Regions from separate parts of the Mus musculus genome. Here regions 2 and 3 are each linked to region 1. Evidence: chromatin contacts called from public HiCAR-type and HiChIP or PLAC-seq data. All regions are on one chromosome and are shown on one strand. Each heading gives the region's core, a stretch centred on a gene start, on an enhancer-like site or on the middle of the called end of the contact. The rest is flanking DNA. Distances are from core to core; before and after follow the strand shown.

The links. HiCAR-type assays count read pairs that join an accessible place to other places. HiChIP or PLAC-seq counts read pairs in DNA pulled down with a chosen protein or histone mark.
Region 2: a HiCAR-type map of fibro-adipogenic progenitors shows a contact between it and region 1, with 2.2 times the contacts expected there. The contact joins two enhancer-like sites. A contact is called at or near these places in 1 of 15 datasets of contacts at CTCF or cohesin (the NIH/3T3 cell line), 1 of 115 datasets of contacts at active chromatin or transcription factors (fibro-adipogenic progenitors) and 1 of 9 other capture datasets (embryonic stem cells).
Region 3: a contact with region 1 is called in an H3K27ac HiChIP or PLAC-seq map of the NIH/3T3 cell line, with 5 times the contacts expected there. The contact joins two enhancer-like sites.

The regions. Positions count from the first base shown.
Region 1 is chr4:106,184,558-106,188,234 of GRCm38.p6, forward strand. No RefSeq gene overlaps it. Among named protein-coding and RNA genes, the nearest start is that of Gm12724, 51 kb to the right of the region's middle. Within about 2 kb of position 1,789, at least 45 of the 459 cell types and tissues checked have an H3K27ac peak or open chromatin away from gene starts, as enhancers often do. A contact at or near this core is called in the NIH/3T3 cell line and fibro-adipogenic progenitors, where this site is marked.
Region 2 is chr4:105,896,389-105,900,348 of GRCm38.p6, forward strand. No RefSeq gene overlaps it. Among named protein-coding and RNA genes, the nearest start is that of Gm29922, 53 kb to the left of the region's middle. Within about 2 kb of position 1,968, at least 19 of the 459 cell types and tissues checked have an H3K27ac peak or open chromatin away from gene starts, as enhancers often do. A contact at or near this core is called in the NIH/3T3 cell line and fibro-adipogenic progenitors, where this site is marked.
Region 3 is chr4:105,812,296-105,816,095 of GRCm38.p6, forward strand. No RefSeq gene overlaps it. Among named protein-coding and RNA genes, the nearest start is that of Gm29922, 32 kb to the right of the region's middle. Within about 2 kb of position 2,421, at least 3 of the 459 cell types and tissues checked have an H3K27ac peak or open chromatin away from gene starts, as enhancers often do. A contact at or near this core is called in the NIH/3T3 cell line, where this site is marked.

The DNA of each region.
Region 1 (3,677 bases), core at 539-3,038:
GGATCCCTCACAGTGTCTTCAATACAAAATGTACAGGTAGAATTATAAGTACCATGGTACCAATTCAGTTTAATTAGACTACTCAAATGATCAATTCTACTAATGTAATTTTGTAATTTTTTTAATCTTTGAATTAGATAATTTACATAATCATGGAATGTCAGAGATTGCATATATGTGTGTGTATGTATGTATATATGTATGTATATATGTTATATATTTTTTTAATCTCTCCATTTCACAGAAGACTAGAAAGCACAAGCTCCTTTCTCAGCATCCCACAGCGAGCTAATACCCTGGTCTGGAATTGAGCAATGTATTGAGATTGAAAACTCCAGTTATTTCTACACCCCTGTCTTACTCAGAATTTCATTCCTGTGAAGAGATATCAGGACTATGGCAGCTTCTACAAAGGAAAACATTTAATTAAGGCTGACTTACAGTTTCAGAGGTTCAGTTCATTCACATCATGGTGAGAACATGGCAGCATGCAGGCAGACATGGTGCTGGAGAAGGAGCTGAAAATTCAACATCTTGATCCACAGGCAGCAAGGAGGAGACTGGGTGCACACTGGGTATAGCTTGAGCATAGGAGACATCAAATCCCACCTTCACTGTGACACACTTCCTCCAACAGGACCACACCTACCCCAAAAAGGCCATACCTCCAAATAGTGTCCTTCCTATGGGCCAAGCATTCAAACACATGAGTCTGTGAGGGCCAAACTTTTTCAAACCACCATAGCCCCTATATTTATTATCTACTCTGGGCCTTGTAAATAGTGTTCTTGAAAACAGTGTCTGTTTGATGCAGGTACCAATTGCATGCAGTTCCTGTTTGTGTTTCTAATGTCTGGCAGTCAAAATAGTTCCTTTGGTGAATGTGTGGTAGTTGTATAACAAATTAAACAATAAACACTCCCAACATACAGAAGAAGAAACTGGCCTTCAGACACCTGAGACTATCAACCCAAGGTTCAATGGCTACAGCCAAGCCAGGATTCAATCCAGGTCTTCCTGGCTTTGGAAGCCACACTCACCCACTATACAAGGTACCAGGTCCGTAGCAGTATCTAGCCTCAAAGAAGTACCCTGCTGCTTTTGCTCCTGTTGCAAAGAGCCTTAGATGCAGGGGTCTGGCACAAGGATGGGAGGGGGCAGGGCTTGGCTAGAACTTTTAAATGTGTGCAATAAGGAAAGGAAGGACCTTCCCCATGAGGCACACCTCACAGAGCGCCTCTGGCCCAGATGGCCAAACCAGCCACACATGTTTGGAAGTCAGTAAGCAGCTTTGCTGGGGGCCAGGAGAAAGATCCGTTCTGGGGGTTCTGCCAGACCTGGAGCTGAGTCTGCCAGAGGGAGGTCAGGCCAGGGAGAGGACAGATGTGACCATGGCTCTGCCAAAGGCCACGCTGGCCCCAGTGAGACAGTCCTCCAACCAAAGGCATAACCTGATTCCAAGCTCACTGTGTTCAGCTTCTCAGATTAGACCATGGAGAAGTGGTTCCATGTGGTCCTCGCAGCCTGTCGTTTACTCAACCCCATATACACCCAGCGAGGCCGCCTCCCACCTCCAGTTCAGAATCCCGGGACATCTATTTCATGTCAACACAAGGATGCTGCTCTTTATTTCCTTTCTTCTTGAACAGATAAAAATAATTCTGTCAGACTCAAATATCCTTTCGAGCTCTCAAGAAGCTGGGCTTAAACATGTTTGCACGTGAGAACCAAAGCAATCCCACATGTGGCCTCCGGGATGAGGTGTCCTCTACGTGGCAAGTGGTTGCTTCACCAGTCTCCAAGATGCTGATGGGAGGAGGATGCTAGCGCAGATGCAGCCTCTCCCTAACTGCTCTACATGGGACTTCTTAATTCACCAACTTCATTTTGCAGATGAAGAGTCTCAGGTTCTGAGAAAAGGAACTATTTCAAAGCCATTTGTTCAGCAAATGTTTGTCATGTTCCCCAAAATCCCTGACATGAACTTCTACAAAAGAAAATCTAGTGCCGAAGAGGAATTACTAATGGAGTCCCTTGATATTCTGTGTAAAGCTTCCCAGGGGCAGAAGAATAAAGAATAACTAAGAATTGAAGAGGTATTTTTGTGGGGGAGGAATAAGTTCTAGGCACAATTTATCCTGGAAACTACTGATTAAACCGTGGTTGCTTAGGAAATCACTGATTAAAGGAATGAAACAACACAGGATTTTTCTGGAATAGAGGAGTTTTCAAATCGCATAATGACTAAAACATCTCTGACGATCCCCAAAGAGCCAGGCGCATGAGGCATTCTCCCAGCTATGAGCCAGAGTTCTAAGAAAACCATTTTTGGAAGCACTTCCCTGATGAATTATTGGGCTGAATCACAAGAAATTGGCAACATTTGGCAGGTCTTTCCACAAGACAGCAATTCCTTATGGTTCAACCTAATGTGAGCAAAGTGTTTCTTCATGTTTTCTTCCTCGTTTATCATATTCCGGAGTGTGACTTGGCTACTGTGGATCTCAAAGGGGTGCCCGGGGTGTAGCTGTTACATACTGGTTGTTAGACGCAGAGGAAGGTAGACTGGGTAGCCATGCTTGTCCTTATAGAACCTAGAACTGTCACAGACAGCAGCTGACCCACTAGAAGTTGTGTCCTCTGGTCCTGTTAGGTCTCAGTGGGTCTGTAGAGCTAGTGTTCACTGTGGAATTTAAGTACAAGTGACAGTTGTCATTAACAGATGACACAGGAAAGCTGTGTATCATCTATGGTTTTCCTATCTTTTCTCTAAATACTAAAGACCCCAAACCCCACAGGTGACAGATACACAAGACAGTAGGAGATTTAGTCCCAGACTCTCCATGTGGCAGAAAGCTACCCGCCCACCAGGAACACCCACACTGAACTGTTAGGTGAAAAGATTAAGAGAAAGAAGCTGGTTACTTTAAGCCACTGACACTGGGGAGGGGAGGTGGTTGTTGCTATTTTTATTGACACTGTCATAGAAAAATCATTTTCCTAAAAAAATTGCGTAAAACTGGGTGCAGCATTGGCATGCCTCCTGGGCCCTGCAATATAGACAATATAGAACTAACAAAGGGATCGGTGTTCAGTGTGGCCTTACCAGGTCTTTGTGTTTGGAAGTCAGTGTCACTTGTAGGGAGTTGTGACTGTCATGCGGGTTATAAGGATGCCAATCAAACCCTCAGACTTTTGGCTAAGGGATCCTTGGCAGCTCCTCCACCCCCACCCCCACCCCCACCCCCACCCCCATGTCTAATCAGTCCTCACTGGGGGCTGTTCATTCAGAGCTCCTGGCCTACTGTCTTTCTCTCCTCACATGTCTGTCCTGACTACACCATCGTCTCTGATACCAGACTCAGACAAACCCATCTAGGGTCTACAGATGAAGATTTTAAAGGGATTTGCTTAACTCTGAAGAGCTACAATGTCTACCTGTCTAAAACTGAAAGTGATCCTAGGATGCATACCATGCCATGATGCCCAGTTTCTTTAATCGGGCCCATACGGCTCTCTGGGAGTTGTTCCTGCCTCTTCTCTAGCCTTCTACCCCAGGTTGCAACCACCTTGGAATTACTAAGGGAATCTATAGACATCCACACCATCTATGGCTGTACTCTAGACTTGGAAGAATATTGAATCTACCCAATGGTGACCATGGCATTTGATGTTGA
Region 2 (3,960 bases), core at 718-3,217, 290 kb before region 1:
GGGGCAAAATAACTGCTTATGAGAACATCTGCTTATGAAATGCCAAATAATAGCAAAACTAATGTTAAATTTTTATTACTGTAATTTTTATTATTGTAATTATCAGTGTCTTCATTCAGAAAAAAAAAAGATGGACCTTTCCATTGTGTGATATCATAGGAAGGATTCCACTTTTTAGAACATAACTACATTGAAGAATTCTAACAGCAGAGATTTGTGATTACAATTTTCCCTCATGTTAAATAAGCAGTATTTTGTTACTGGGGTTTTCTAAAGATTCAGTGAGCAATCACACATCAGATGTTCATGGCTATCACCAGCATCACAGAGTTTGTCCTTCTGGAAGACTCCTAAGAGCATCAATGAAACAGCTTTACTGGGCAGCAGATCACACACAAGTTTGTCCAAAACAAAACAAAGTCTCCTTTGGCAAACACAGGGGGGAACCAGTTTTCATGGCCCTCAAGAATCTACCTTTCTATAAAGATGCTTTTGGATATTGGGGTTTTGTTTATTTTGTTTTGTTTTGCTTTGCTTTGCTTTGCTTTGCTTTGCTTTGCTTTGCTTTGCTTTGCTTTGCTTTGCTTTGCTTTGCTTTGCTTTGCTTTGCTTTGACTGACTCTAAAATGGACTGAACTAAGCCTACTAGGTACCTGAGAGATCCAGAGCAGACCAGAATTGCCCAGCCATTTGCATCTCTCTTCCTTCATCTTCTAACTAGGAAGAAGGTACATTTACCCAAGACCATACTTCTACTTTCCCTGACTTTCAAAATAATTTGCAGTGAATCCTCCATGTGCACTAGTGTCAAAATGGCACATAGTAAGTGTTGAGACATCCAGCTGAGCTGGATTTATGTAGACTGGGCCCCCGAGTCCTTACAATAACCCACTAGTATCAGTATTAATCACTGAATTTTGTAAAAGAATAAGTCATCTCAAAGATGTTAAATGAATTAAGAACAAACCAACTGGTAGACCTTGGATTTGAATCCACTTGTGTTTACCTCTGTAACTTATATTCCTTCTAATATTGCACCTGTAAAAGATATTGGGGAAAAAAGCCAACCAAAGAGATCATTTTCTAAGATATCCAGCAAGCTCGCGTTTTGTAGTGTGATAGTTAATATCGATTGTCAACCTGACAAGATCTAGAATCACCTAGGATCTGGGCATACTTGAAAGCCATTAATAACTAGATTAAGTAAATTGAATGGGAAGACTATTCCTGTAGTCTGCACCATTCCATGGGGTTGCATTCCTAGACTGGATAAAAATGGAAAAGCTGGCTGAACATCATCATTCGTCACTGTGGATGCTATATAACCAGCTGTCTCAAGCTCCTGCCACCATGATTTCCCTATCACAATAGGCTGATCGTCCTTTGGCCAAGAAGGCCCAGTGGTAGAAGCTTAGGAATTCCTATCTGCAAACTCAATTATATTGAATTTTCTATTTGAAAGTCCAGTCAGATAAAGGGGGGAAAACAAGTCCATTCATGTTTCTTTGTAAGGTCCCAACTATGACAATTAAGCATTCCCAGTTGCTGTGGAGAACAAGGGAAGATGGAGCATTCCAGTAGCAGAAACTTCTATCTGGAACTAAAAAGGTCAATAGGATCCTTACAAAATGACTTGTCCTGAGTCTGGACCCAGCAAAGGTAAATCAAAAAGATAAAGCAAGGTGTTTGGAGAACCAGTAAGAGGGGTTGGTGGTTAAAGAGCTATCGTTACGATGTAGCCCAGACTAACCACATACAGGATAATTTACATCTATCTAATAGGTGGATAAGGCCACTGCAGTGGGAACTCCTCTCATCATTTTTCTAGGGATAGTCACAGAGGTACCTCTTGCATAATTGCCTTCATCTATTTGTGTTGTTGCCAGCTCGGATTCCTGGGACTCAGACCACAGGAGACCTAAGAGTATTGTATTAGTCATTGGTATTACTATCGGACCAACGTAGTTTCCTGGCTATGAAGCCTCCTGGTTTTGGAGATGCTTAGCATGTGCTCATTTCCCCTAAGAATTTAGCCTCATTTAAGCTCAAATAAATGAGAAACTCTATGAAAAAATGTGCAGCCCTTGACCTTTGGGCTCTTCCAGTTGGCCAATGGCCTTGGGTGAATTCCTCCATAGTGAATCAAACTCAGGAGCCAAGTTGCATTATTTGCAGGATTTTGGCCTTTTCCCTCAATGGCTTTTCTACATCCCTTTCTCATTCCTTCAAGCCTCATCACAGACCAAGTGGTATGTCCACTAGCAGGTTCCTCTGACCACCAAATGCTGTCTACAGCTGTTCTCTGAATAACATAAATACTACTTCTAATAGCCTCTCCACACTCAACACATTTTAATGTGTCTTATTATCCCACCCAAGATTGTAACTCAATGATTCTATCATTCCTATTGGCTTCATCTGTCTTGGACCAGTGCTCCTGAACTTGCCTCTACTTCTCCCTGGGGGTATCATGCCTACTCCTTTCAAACCATTCTCCCCCTTGTCCCTTTCTCTCCATCTCTATCTCTCAGGCTTGTTACTGTTTTTTTTTCTAATATTTTTATTATTACATATTTTCCTCAATTACATTTCCAATGCTATCCCAAAAGTCCCCCATACCCTCCCCTCCACTTCCCTACCCACCCATTCCCATTTTTTTGGCCCTGGCATTCCCCTGTACTGGGGCATATAAAGTTTGCAAGTCCAATGGGCCTCTCTTTCCAGCGATGGCCGACTAGGCCATCTTTTGATACATATGCAGCTAGAGTCAAGAGCGCCGGGCTACTGGTTAGTTCATAATGTTGTTGCACCTACAGGGTTGCAGATCTCTTTAGCTCCTTGGATAGTTTCTCTAGCTCCTCCATTGGGGGCGCTGTGCTCCATCCAATAGCTGACTGTGAGCATCTACTTATGTGTTTGCTAGGCCCCTTAACCATGTCCACATTACCATGAGAGCTGGAGGGTTATCACAAACCAAATGTCTACTCTACCAGGCCATAATGTTGGGGTTTCACAGTCTGGAAGATGATAGGACATGGGGCTCAAGTAGACCCCAAAATCATAAGCGAATTACATGAAGATGTGGCCAAACACCTGTGATCTGCCACTCCTTGTGCTTTGCTTCACGCCTTGAGCCTATATCTGTGTTCTTGTGAGGACATTCCTGGGATCAGTTGACATCCTTGACACCTTACTGGTTGAGTTTAGAAGCCTCTGCATTTCTTTGTCTGCCTCATCTTTCCAACCTCTACATTCTTCTACCATGAACTAAAAAAAACCAAACAAACAAAATCTTTCTGAGTTCACTATTCTCAGAAAGTTATGACTGACTCCTGTGACACAGAGGGCTCCTGCTCACTCTCCAGGGCCCTACTCAAACTTCTTTTTTAGTAGCTTCTCAGAGTATGTGTGACTGGACAGTTGTCAAAAGAAAATAACCATGTGCCTCTGGCCTTCTATCCAAAGAAGACTTGTGCCGGGGGGGGGGGGGTGCTTTAGGACAAATAGCTTACCTAAAAATCATTCCAATCTCATCTTCAGGTCTGTAAGATTTTTGGTCATTTTGATATGTCTTAGCACTAATTTATGTTTGCCAAGTAAAATTTACAGTCCATGAGACTGTATTGTCTTTCTTCTCTCGCTTTTTAGACGGGGCAGGGACATGACACCATCTCTCAGTAGATATTCTCAAGATATCTGTTCAGTGTTTTATACTTCTGCTCTAAGAGTCTGTAGGCCTTTCTGCACTCATGGACTATCAGACCACAAGACCAGGAGGATCTGAGAAGTCAGGCAGGGGGATTCAGAAGCCCTGTGGGAACATACTGTGAATGACCACACCACTCGTCAGTAGGCAGATCAACTTTACTTAGGGTGAATGAAGATTTATAAAGCTTTGAGGGCCTGAGGACAGGGACATCTAGGATGGGCAAATGTCATTGGCTGGGGGCTTAGGGTACC
Region 3 (3,800 bases), core at 1,171-3,670, 370 kb before region 1:
GGAGTATAGAACTTACTCCTCCTATCTACACAAGTAGAAACAAGCAGAGCCAACTGATAACTGACCTCTCCTTCAGATCCATCAGAGTCCTGGGGTCACATGACAGACACCTCCCCAACCAGAAAGCCACACAAGCAGTTACAGAGAGCAGCAGTTAAGAAGGGCAGAAGCCCATTAGCTGGACTCACTGGGCATAACACTTAGGTAGAGAAGCTACACTGGGACAACACACTGTTGGAGACTCACCATGGAGTTCTTGGGCGAGATGTAGCTACGCTTTGGGGAGTTTTATCTCTGGGGGTATTGACAGATTCTCAGAATGAAGATGGAATAAAAGATCATTGGGCTTCTGGAGGAGGTGAAGAGATGGAGAAACCATTGTGAGACAGGACACAAAGTTCTGTTCAATTTAAGTAGCCCACATAGAGTGGGTGGTAATCAAAGCCTACAGCACACCACCAGAGCACAAGGCAAAGAACTTGAAAATCAAAGAGGTGGCTCAGTTCCCACACACTGTCTCATCTTAGCAAAAGGAGAAAGCCCAACAGTGTGAAGCCCACAGCCCAGGACCACATGCCTAGCAAGGGACTAAGTGTCATAGAGGAAGAAGGACAGATTTTTCTTTAGAAATGGTACAAGCAAGAAGAGAGCAAGGGATTTCAGATATTGAGATGTAATGAACATGCAAACCTACCAGCCCAGAATACTGTGCCCTAGATCTGTCCTGAGAAGAAGCTTCAGTGGGTAAAGGTGTTTACCACCAATCTTGGCAACCTTGAGTTCAATTCCCAGGACCCAAGACAGGGTAGAAGGAAAGAACCTACCCCTGTAAACTGCAGTCTGACTTCCACATGCATTCAATGGCATGTATACATGTATATACATAAACACAACCTCACATACATATATCTTTATACACCACACACATGCATATATAACCCAATGAATAAATGTCAATAATTTTTTAAACATAAATGCTCTGAAACTGCCAACTAAAATCAGACTGTCAAAGTAGATACAACAACACCAACAACGACCCAACTATTGTGTACAAGCCCACTTTAAATATAAATACTCAGACTGGAAACAGAGATGGAGAAAGATTAGTCATTCCAATACTGTCTAGTTGTGTCCAGGTTTGTCCCTAGATTCTTTGTTTCTGTTAAGTGCATGGTTGCCAGGCCTCTCTCAGTTACGCTACTCGAAAACTTGAGAAATCCTATAGAACAGAGCTTACCCTGCTCGGTTAGAAACCCATGGTCACTACTCAACAGCAGGGTAAACAACTCTTTGAAAGGAGACCACTCTCTCCCATGGAAAACTAGACTACCTATGTTTTCATTTTAATAAATAAAAATTAAATTTATTCTGTTTGTCTGTCTGCATCTGTGTGTGTGTTTGTCTGTGCACATGTGCATGTGTGAATGTGTTTTATCTGATCATGCTTCACTACTACTTGAATAAGTTTTACATGAAATGGTAGGTTTAAAGTTATAGATTTGGGATTTTTATTTATAAGCATAAGGCTCAATGAAAGAGATAAATTTAGTGTGGACAGTACAGCCAAAGGCAACCTTGCCAGTGATATTCAATCAAGATAAACAGGTACATTTAGACCACTCCCATTGAAAATGATGGGCAATTGAGTTAATATCTACCACATTCTATTTCACTGTTTTCTGTTAGCTTTTTTCTTCCTTCCTTCCTTCCTTCCTTCCTTCCTCCCTCCCTCCCTCCCTCCCTCCCTCCCTCCCTCCCTCTCTCTCTCTCTCTCTCTCTCTCTCTCTCTCTCTCTCTCTCTCTCTTTCTTTCTTTCTTTCTTTCATTTTGACTTTCTACTTTTGCTGGGTTTCATTGAACATTGTTTTTTATTGTATTTTCTCTCTTAGCATAGCAATTGTATATCTTTCCCCATTTTAGTGGTTGCTAAGTGAATTTTGAAAGTTCTGTTGTTGATTGATTGGTGAGGCATCCTCTCTTAGGGCCATCATTTGGATTAGTCTTACACAAATACCACTAACAAGGATTGGAGCACGAGGCTCTGTGCAGAGGTTTGATAAATGATGCTAGAGATGGCAAATAGCCTATTAAACCTGGAAAGTCACAGAGGTTTGGATGCTAAGAGAATAGTCTCTTTTGTTATGGGTCAAGTTCTCCTCTCCTGGGGAAGGAGAGAAGATATTTACATGAAGTGTGATGGAATCTGTCTTAAAACTCTAATCCTATTTGCACCTTGAGTTTTTGGCTCATTGGTGAGAAGGATGGAAAGTATTACCCACTGTTTTCATGTGCAGAAGGCAGATTATTGTGGGATACCAAATTCTTGAAACTCCCCAAATGGAGATGGAAGGCCCCTCATAGGATATGAGGCATTGTCTGACATGAAGTTCATGTAAACATGGACAGAGCAGCTGACTAATCAGTTGCTCACACACAAATTGTTCCCCCAGGACCAACAGTGATCGCAATTGGTGCTCTTATGGTTCTGGGAAGTGAAGATCATGAACACTTTTCCTCAGATATTTATACCACAATAGAATTCCCAGTCAAAGACTTGGAGGCACAAAGGATGATGGAAAACAGCTGCCTTCACCTTGGGAGTTAACTCAGGTCTGGTCAGGATGAGATGGTCTCAAACTTAGTGGGACAGGCATGCATACATTTATTCAAATCTTCTCTTCATGAGTACAAAGGCATTAAAAAGAACAAAGCAAAGTACTGAGTAGTTATAACAAAGTCACTACCTAGAAATATGGAGCCTTAAGAATACAAAGGAAGAAGATTGCCTCAAAACCTTCCACATGTTTGGAACAATGAGCACACATCTACAGTTTCCCTTCACATGCATGCAGGCTGGAGTCAATAAATCTAGATGTTGAGAAAAGAAATCCTTCCCACGCCCCATATCAATCAGGGAAACTTGAGTTCTATGTGATGTGACCTATTGGACATTATTTTTATCTTCCTAAGACAGTAATTCCTAACTTAATAGCCCATAGAGAAACAAACAATTTAATGGTGAAAACTTCCATATTCATCCACCAAGCCCTGCTAAGTTGCTTTATAAGGCCAGCCCACAATCCTATATGGCACTTGTTAGCAACATACACACTCAGCAGACAGGGACGTTTAAATATAAAGGAGCAAATCTGTGCATTGATGAAACCTAGGTCTTCATCCTCTGACCCCAAAGTCTTTTGAGCCCTTACACATCAAAGGCTTAGTGACCTCTAGAAGCTACAGTTCGTTAACATGAACATGTTGTAGTTTGACCATGGAGTGATCCCAAGAAACCTCTTGCCACTGTATGCCACCATTCATAGTGGTCTTTTGGTCCTTCCATCATGAACCTCAGCATCATGAGTTCAACAGGGATGGGCTGGAGTAAATGTAAACAGAGACTCACTCCAGCAGGAAAAATTGTGACACCCCTTTCAGGGTATTGGGGAACTCACAAGGTAGTTTTATTTGGAAAAATTAGCAAGGTTGTGGGGGCAGAATATAACTACTGTTAGTGGGCAAACACTCCAAGATCTTCAGTCTCAGAAATTACTGACAGCCAGTGCAGAACATAATTTACACACAACAATTGATGAAAAAGAGCCATGAATTTAAAGGTGAGCAAGGATGGGTATATGGAAGAGGTTGGAGGAAGAAAACGGAAGGGGGAAATGCTAGAATTTTAATTTTAAAAAATAGAAGGAAAAACTTTTTTTAAAGATTTTTTTTAAAAAGTTCCTAAAGATTTTTACCTGAAAACTCAGCTTTGAAAAAGAAAAGTTTGCCATGTGCAATTCTTG